Regions from separate parts of the Rattus norvegicus genome. Here region 1 is linked to region 2. A link is a contact called in public Hi-C data. All regions are on one chromosome and are shown on one strand. The core of a region is the stretch at or near the end of the contact, and the rest is flanking DNA. Distances in the headings are between cores, read along the strand shown. Region 1 has its middle 100 kb from the start of Gpbp1. Region 2 has its middle 46 kb from the start of Pgk1l1.

Region 1 (4,754 bases), core at 957-3,456, 280 kb before region 2:
TGTTCCACAGGGAGGAGGAGGAGTTTTGTCCTCTGCGTTTTGGTTCAGCTGCAGCTTCCGGTTACTTCCTTTTCCGTTTTGCTCTATCAACTCCTTAAAAGTTATAGTTAGTGGTTAGTCCTCCATTGCAGCAGTTCGGCACCCAGACTACTAACACCAAAAGTTCAGATCTAGGCTCCAGCACTCAAAGGTTGGGTGTGCTCAGGCAAGTTGCTTGACATTTTGTGCACCGTGTTCGTTGGTAAAATGAGGGACAACTTGCACTTGCTTCAAGTGGCTGTGTGGATTTTAACGGGTTAATATTTGCAAAGAATATATAGGACAGTTTCGGGTGGATGGTGGATATTTTATTTGCCAATAAACACCTACTCCTTCCGTGGGAAGCTTAAAATTCATGAAGTGGGTTGTAAGTGTAGCAGCTTCTGCTGCAGGGAGCAGGTCCCCGAAAGCTATTGTGCATGTGTCAAAGCCCCAGTGTTCCAGAGCTGATTTTCATCCTCAGTTATGAAGGATTCTGTCCTTTTAAAATCTGAACTTTTTGAGGACCCCCATGTGTCCTGGAAAGTGTCCACTGGCTTTCATTAGGGTACCCCTGAACTGACCACAAGCTTTTTCTTCTATTGGAGTAAGTACGATCTTGGGATAGCTAATCCAAATTGGGTAAAATCGAACTTTTCTGGATCAGGGAGCTGGCATGTCTGAAGACAACCCTGTGGTTCAGTGATTGTCAACCTTTGTTATAGTCCTCCTGTGGTGGAGACTTCGTAACCACAACATTATTTCCCATGCTACTTCATAACTAATTTTGCTACGTTATGAGACGTTTTCCGAGGGTCTTAGGTGACTCCTGGGAAAGGGTCTGCCAACCCACCAGAAGTCATGACCCACAGGTTGAAAATCTGTGGTGTGGTTTCTCTGATATGAGAGTGAGTCGAAGGAATCGTGGTGAGAGCTGGAAGGAGCCTGGGTCATCCTGGGTTAGTCTGGAACGGAAGTTAGGGCGGGGGTGGGGCGGGGGATCAGGAGCCGGAAGGAGTTAGTTGGTAAAGCCCTCTCTTGCTTCCCCCATTTCGGCTTGTGGAATCCTCCTTCAGAGGCTCAGGTAGAGGAACCTGGCTGAAGAGATTTACGAATACTGACTGCGTGCCTCTCAGTGAAGTGAGGTTTTTGCCATTGAATTTCTGAGAGAAGAGGCCAGAAAGGTCAGAACTGGAGAGATGATGAGTGGTCTCCTTTCTCTTTTTTTCATTTTTTTTTTTTTTTTTGGTTCTTTTTTTTTTTTCGGAGCTGGGGACCGAACCCAGGGCCTTGCGCTTCCTAGGTAAGCGCTCTACCACTGAGCTAAATCCCCAGCCCCTCCTTTCTCATTTTAACAGAGAACTCCAGACTCAGGTCTTCTCTGGAGGCATCAATGATGGTTCAGAAAACTTACCAGGATGGCCAAAGCTTAATTAATTAATTAATTAATTAATTAATCCCACGCATGTACAGAGGACAGCCTGTGATTGGGTTTCCTCTCTCACCTGACGATCTTGGGGATCAAACTAATGTTATCAGGCTTGGTTGCAAGCATGCTTGCCCACCAGGCACATCATCGGTCCCTTTTAGAAAGTTTTATAGCAGGCAGTGTTAGGGGTCTCCTCTTTCTCTCTCTGCTACCTCACAAGTTCAAGTCCTAATCTCCAGTATTGAGGAGTATGAGCTTGTTTGGAAAAAGGGCTCTGCAGATACCACATGTTATGCCTAGACTCTTAGTTTTAGTGCTGATGGAAAGAGGAACTGTGCACATAGGCACATACCCACCCATGGGGAGGACAGTATATGAGCACCCACCATGAGAAGGGCAGTATATGAACACAAATGTGGATTTCAAGGTGGAAGCCCAGAGGCAATAACAATGGTCAGAAAACCACCAGAATCCAGAAGAGAACTAGAACAGATTCTGAAAGCCTCAGAAGGAATCTCCCTTGCTAAGATCTCGGTCTTAGACCTTTAGTCTCAAAACTGTGGGGCTACCTTTCCGCAATTTAAGCCATTCAGTGTAAGGTGTTGTTATATCAACCCTAGCTGAGCAATACTGATGGGAATGTTGGAGCTCTCTGAAAACGAGCAGAAGTTTCCTCCCAGGCTGACTGATCGGCCCTGACTATCCATACTGTCCTATTGTTACTGCCAATTGCATTTTATACAGAGGCCTGTGGTCTCATTCAGCTCCAGATTCTCCTATATTTATCCAGTGGAACATTGCCTTGCTGTTGCAGGCTGTGTATGTGGAGGCCAAGAATGAAGCTCTTTGTTTAGAAATTGCGTGGTGTACCTAAATAACAGCTATGAGCATATGGAGAACTTTCAAGCTAGAGGCATTTCAGAATTAGGCAAGGGAAGAGAGGCTTCATTTGTCAAAGACATTTTCTGCTCAAATTCATCACAATCTTCCCTGCAGCCTCCCTTCCGGCTCCCCTTTCCCAACCCCAAGTATATAAGAGGCTTTCTTAGCAGCGTAGGCCCAACAGGATGTTAGGAAAAGTGGGTTAAAAAAATAGTACACCAGATAAATGAAAAAACAAACAAACAAATCCCCAAACCAACCCTGTTTATAACATCAGAATTATAAAAAAAGCAGTGGATACGACATCCCTTTCTTGTTTGTTTGCTGGTGGACATGCTTTTAAGTGCATAAGAGCTGTACAGCAAAGGCTAGCCTTTAAGAGAATAACCTCGGTTGTTTCCTCTTAGGAAATTTAGGCATGAAATTCCACCTGCAAGCTTTTGATGCAGATTGCTAGACTGTTAGTGGTCCGTATGCTCGCACCCAATCTCTGAAGCAAACTGAGGCAAGTTCAAGGTCCACTCCAGGCCAGCTTGCTCCAAGGATAAGGTGGGGATAGCTCGCAGGGGTGATTTCCAGTTCAGGTTCCCTGAATTCTGGGTGTCCGGGCTGCCCAGCTCCCGCCGATGCACTACAGCTTCAGAGCTCTGGAGAAGCCTTTGGAATGAAAACATTCCACTGGCTGCCAGGGAAGTGTCGAGGAGGCAGTGAAGGAGCCAGTGAGGAGGCAGCTGCACTTGCTTGTGTGTGGGAAGGAGGTGACTGCTGGGTAGTTGGTATACTAGTTTCACACTCCATTTACGGGGTGTCCCACAGACTTTTCCCTTGTCACCCAAGCCACAGCCTGGGAAAGCGCCAGTCTTCCAGTTGCTTCTGGCATAGAAATTTATGGCTTCATGGTAGGTCTTAGTTAAAGAGAATTTTTAAAACTAGCCTTTTCAGGTTAGCATACAAAGTAATGGTTTCATTATCACATTCTTTTCTTCTCTTTTCTTTCCTTTTCGTGTACGCTCTTCGGTTGGTGGCTCAGTCTCTGCGCGCTCCCAGGGGTCCGGGTTAGTTGATGCTGTTGGTCTTCCTGTGGGGTTGCCCTCCCTTTCAGATCCTTCAATCCTCGCCCTAACTCTTCCACAGGACAATTCTTCCAATTTTATCCTTTTATTGGTTCTTTGTAAATTTCATATCATGCAGCCCACTCCCATTCATCTCCCCCTCCCCTGTACCTACCTTCCACCCTTGCAACCTTCCTCCAACAGAGGAAAAAAAACTCATTGTGGAAGCTGTATTGTGTCACACTGTGTCCCATGGTATAGCCTTTAGTCCACTTCTTTGCTTACAAATGTTCATTGCAGTGACTCATTGGTCTGGTCCAAGGCCTCTGACTTCTGCTACTCAATCAATTCTTACTGAGACTCCTCTTAGGCATTCTGTTGTTGCCCTGTGTCATGGAGATCCTGTAGGTTTGGATCTGTATGACTGGCCTCTTCACGCATTCCTGCAATTCATTGGTAGATGTTGGGGTGGGCCATCTTGGCGCCCAGGAGCGGGGCCTGGGAGGCAGCTGAGCTGGTCAGCCCATCTTTATGGTATTTTTGTATATGTGCTACACTTTTCCTCTTTGTTCCTCTCCCGTACTCCCTCCCATTTCCTGGGTCCACACCACCCCTGCCTCTCTAGCTCATTCCTTTTCTTTCCACAGTCAGACTATGTTGTCTTCTTTGAATGTGTTCCGTTATCCTATCTCCCTACCTCCCTAAAGATCTCTTCCTCTCCTTTTTACCATCACCTTTCCCTTTCATGACGCACGTGCGCATGCACGCACGCACACATACACACGCATGCACGGGTTCTTCATGTAAGCAAACACATGGGGTTTGCCTTTCTGAGCCTGGGTCTTTTCTCTTGACATAAAGATTATCAGTTGCATCTATTTTCCTGAAAACATCATGCTTTCATTTTTTGTCACCGGTGTGTGTCTGTATCGAGTTTTCTTTATCCATCCATCTGTTGATGATGACACCTAATCTGATCTGTATCACAGCCACTGTGAGTTCTATGCCTGTCATTATGCATATGCAAGTATGAGCTGAACTGGTTTCCTGCAGCAGCTTTGGAAGAGGAATTCTCATGTTCATATGTAACTGCAGACAGTCACCACAGTGATAACTGTGCCCAAGGATGTATGCATCCTTGTATAAAAATGGTCTTGTGCTTCCAAGGATGGCAACTTTTGGATACATCTTTTGACACTCTCTTTATAATTGCTACTTTGTAGCAAGATTTAGAACATAAAAATAATAGTCATAAATCCTAATGCTCATTTTAGAATGAGCTTCCCCCAAAATTGTGCATTGGAAATGCCCCCTCCAGAGCAGCAGCACTAAGGGTGACTTCTGTGAAGTGCTTAGGCCTCAAGGGCTCGGTC
Region 2 (4,422 bases), core at 116-2,615:
ACTTACTTCCTCCAACGAGGCCACACCCACTCCAACAAGGTCATACTTCCTAATAATGACACTCCCTATTGATCAAGCATTCCAGTTTATATGAGTCTTTGGAAGTCATTTTTATTCAAACCATCACACTTATCCCTACCATCAAATGCTGGTCTTACTGGGGCAAGTAGGTGTTCCTTTTTATGTGGGTGCTGGGGATTCAAAGTCAGATCCTTGCATTTGCATAACAAATTCTCTTTTATGCACTGAATGATCTCCTCAGCTTCAGGAGTCCATTGTCTGGTAAGCACAGTGGTCCTGTTTTCTAGTGCATTTTATACCTTGTGCACATGGTAGTATGGGGGCTTTGAGCATATTTTGTCATAGCAGAGCATTTGTGTAATGGCGTCATGAATGCATGGGTAATTCCTCTTATTGCAAGATAATCTCAGCAATGAAATTCCATTTTCACAACTCCAGAGCACCCCCTCATCACACCTAACGCTTGCTTTTGCTGTATTTGCCGTGGGAGACTCCCCTTCATGCTTTGCTTCCTACTTTTCAGTTAAAGCTGACAAGATTGAAATTCCCCAGCTCTGATGTACTGTGAGAGATACAGTTATTATTATTTTTTGAAAGGTGCTTCTGGAAGGCTTTGGCTGTGAAAGGCAATGGACAGGTTCACGGGCTTCAGAGCTTAAAACAGAGATGACGAAGTAGGCAACAAGTAGGAAGAAAGCATTGAGCAGGCTGGAGACTTGGCAAGGGACTTAGCCTGATGTGGGAGGACCGTACCCTTCCCCCTTTCTCTTCACAGATCTGCTCCTTAGGGTACCAGCGAAATGCTGACGCTGACTTGGTTGTGGAACCCGCAGTCTGTGTGACGCACAAGTGGGTGGATTGCCCTGCAGCCTGGTAACCATGGAGAGGTGGTAATATAAAGGCTATTTCTGGCTTCAGCTGTGAGACAGGGGCATGCTTTCTTATATAAACAGTAAATAGAGAAGATGCAGTAGACTCAGGCCCGATCCCTCCTTTAATCACAGATGACTGGATACCTTTTGTCTTCTTTAGCTGCAGGATTCCATGAAAACCTACCTGGATAGTTACTCCTCTATTTAAAATAGTAGTCAAAATACGGTATAGAAATCAAGTGTCAAATTCTTAGGAAGCTCCCAGATTTCTAGCTTCTTAAGACTTCTTTTTTTTCTTCTTCAGAAACTCAAAACATCAAGCCCTGCTCTGTTTCAGGAAGTATACCTATTTCCTTCTCAGGCTTCTGCCCCTGGTTTCGTGGGAAGAGTGGTGCAGGGGCGGAGGGGGCAGATACTTACCTGTGAGAAGTACGTGAGGACTTACATACTTTAAGCACCTGGTGCTAGAGGGTGGTGGGCTGCTCGCACAACAGATCATCACCTTGCTCCCCCTCAGCCTCTGTGAACAACCAGAGCAATTACATGAAGAGGGAATGAGATGGTGTAGGGAGGGGCTAGCCTGCCACCCTCTTTTAATGGGCTTCAGAAGGGTTTTAATGTATGTTGTTAGATGCTAGAAATAACAATACCACTTAGAAATCTTCAAGGACTGAGTTTTCCTGTGACTGATTTCTTGTAAGCACGTCTTCCTAAGCTTTTAAAGGCCAGAATGTATTACCTCCATTCCTTTGTGGTACTTTAGTTTGCCAGGCATGTGATCTGACAAAGCATTCCTTTTAAAAAAAAAAACCAAGGACAAACAACCATTGCTAAAGATGTACAAATCCTTATCTTGTGTATCCCAAGCATCTGCTTGACTTCCTTGGGTTTGGGAGGTAACATTGAATGCTGAAGGTACGGATGTGACCTGATTTGATGTAGAGGTTTTCAGGGTTGAGCAGGAGTCACAAAGCTAGAGTCCTGTAAGTGGTATAAGGTAGTAGCAACAGTTCTACCTGTTTGATGCTATGCAGAGGGGGACCTTGAATTAGATATATCTGGTAAAATAGCTATGTGGGAGTTATGGAAGGGTCCAATGGGAACGTGGCACAGTGTTTCCATTTGAGCTGGATGCTAACTGACTCAAGTGATAGGTTTAGGAATCTCATCAGCAACTTTTGATGGGCAAGGAGTAGAAACAGAGGACAAAATGAACTGTAGCTGTTCAGATTGTATTTATTCCTTTTCAGCGTCTGCAACTTGGGACTGGAAGCTCCTTTGGGTAAACTGTGGAAACAACCAAAGCTAATCTGTGCTCAGGAGAAGTGGACTTGAGCCATAGTTTCAGGTGGCCAATGGCAGCTGTTGTATCTCAGTGACCTGAAAGTGGCAAACGGTAATCTCCTTTGTGACTCCTAGATGTTCAAGTGATTTTCCAAGTCACTGCTTTCTACATGCCAATAGAAGCCTATGAATTAGAGGTTGGGGTTTGGACCAGCATTGACTAGCACAGAAAGAGCAGCACAAACTCCTAAACTTCCTTCTGAAAATTATACCCTAGGCAAGTAATGTAGTAAAGACAGTCCCACAAGCTTGTCAGTATACGAAGTATACTTGATCTAATAGTATTATGTCTCAGAATAGCTGTTGAGACTTTTAGAATTAGGGAGGGGAGGAAAGCAAAGATTTTATTTTCTAAATTTTTAACAGTTCTGGCGACGGACATGCTTCCGGCTGTCAGTCTCAGGAGTAGATATTCTGGGATTCCTATTTTAGGGGCAGCCTCATCATGTGGGCAAGCCGCATTGTCTGCATTGATTGTTCTTTACTGTGCCATAGGGATTGGAACAAATGATTCCTTTCAGAATGTATGAGTGGGATTTTGTTCAGGTCAGTATTGAATTCTAAAGCAAAAGGCATGCAAGGTCTAAGGTATTCTGTCATTTTACTAAGAGACCCTAGGGATTAAAACACAGTTACAATTAGAAATGTATCTTTGGACTTCAAGCCTTCAATATAAATTTAGCTTGAATAAGAGATTTTTAAATATATATGAAGGGATAGGTAAGTTTTGCACCTGAGGGGAACTGAAAACAGTTTTTACTTTTAACCATATAATTAAGCAAACTGATAATTTATTGTCTCGAGGCTTCTGTGCTATGTGAGTGACGGGAAGAAGAAATAAGAATTGGCATATATAAAAATAAATTTGGAATGAAATGTCTATGTCTTCAAGGGAGACTGGGCCTGTCTGTTTGGGTACTGTCATAGTACATGTTGGGACACTCATTCAAATTCAAAACAGAATTTTTGTTTGACAGTTTTATACATGTCTATAATGAACTCTAATGATGTCACCCTCCTTATCTCCCATCCTCCTCCATCTCCTACTTCTCAACAAGTCCTTGCTTATTTTCCTGATCTTCTCTGTGGCTTTCTGAGTTCAAGAAGAGTTTCCTACCCAAGAGTTAGTGTTATTAGGTTAGCAAGGTCAACTTTTCTGTGTCTACACCACTGAAGAAAGTGACATCCCTTCTACTAACTATCTTTAATTGCCAATAGTCCCCTGTGGGCCCTTCTCCAGTCCATGAGGAGGAAGTGTCCAGGGCCTCAGTCTTGTGCTGGTCTTGGGCAGACAATCACAGCTGCAGTGAGTTCATGGGTACAACAGCCATCCATGTCCAAGTGACGACATTTTGCATCTCTCTCTCATCTTGCTTTTACGTGTTCTGTGATGCTCCATGAGCCTTGGAGGGGGTGATATAAATGCCCCAATTTAGAAAGATCACTATACTTTTATAAAGCTTTAAAAAAATTTCTCCTCTATTGCTGTTAAGAAGTGAGACAACTCTGTTCATATGTGGAATTTTTAAAATTGCAAAAACATTTATGGGAATAAAATGTTAAATTGCTTTCTGTAGTTGCCATGTGATACTTTTAGAAGGGCATCTCTGTCCATCTGTCCCTGTTACCATGGGAACTGCATGGGTGGTCTATGTAGGTGTGCCCTAGGCGTGCAATTTACATAGACCACAGTGCAAATGGTGTCCTGATTGGTCTGAGCTATGTGGGGAGTCTGTTATTGTAAATGCCTGTCTCCCCCAGGCTCTAAGTCTGGATATTGTGCAGTGCAAGTGTCCTGGGAAGAATACCACCCTGCAAAACACTTTTTTGGCAAGAGTCCTTTGAGTTCTCAGACTTCAAGCTTTTAAGACACTCTTCTGTCTTAGCTTGATGCTTTTGACTAATGTTTATAAAAATCACATGTATATTCCTAAAATGTAACAGAATACTTTATAAAAAGTTATAAAATTTGTATAGAAGTGACTTATCCTGTTTTATACTTTAAATTTATCTTCTAGAAAGTAAAAATTAATAAAGATAGTTTAAAAATGAACTGCATGCCAACATGGGGGAGTTGGGGTCTTCTCAAAAGAGCATCTCAGGTGGTGTTAGAATTCCAGGCCTCTGGAGACTAAAAAAAACTCAGGTTAGCTTGATAAACTTTGGCAAGAGATGGGTATGAGAA

Evidence for each region. Hi-C and Micro-C count contacts between places; a contact is called where the count stands out from the background.
Region 1: a Hi-C map of frontal cortex shows a contact between it and region 2, with 2.6 times the contacts expected there. The contact joins two enhancer-like sites. A contact is called at or near these places in 2 of 12 Hi-C or Micro-C datasets (frontal cortex and mammary epithelial cells).

Annotation. Positions count from the first base shown.
Region 1 is chr2:44,719,188-44,723,941 of GRCr8, reverse strand. No RefSeq gene overlaps it. Among named protein-coding and RNA genes, the nearest start is that of Gpbp1, 100 kb to the left of the region's middle. Within about 2 kb of position 2,206, at least 19 of the 93 cell types and tissues checked have an H3K27ac peak or open chromatin away from gene starts, as enhancers often do.
Region 2 is chr2:44,439,639-44,444,060 of GRCr8, reverse strand. No RefSeq gene overlaps it. Among named protein-coding and RNA genes, the nearest start is that of Pgk1l1, 46 kb to the left of the region's middle. Within about 2 kb of position 1,365, at least 15 of the 93 cell types and tissues checked have an H3K27ac peak or open chromatin away from gene starts, as enhancers often do.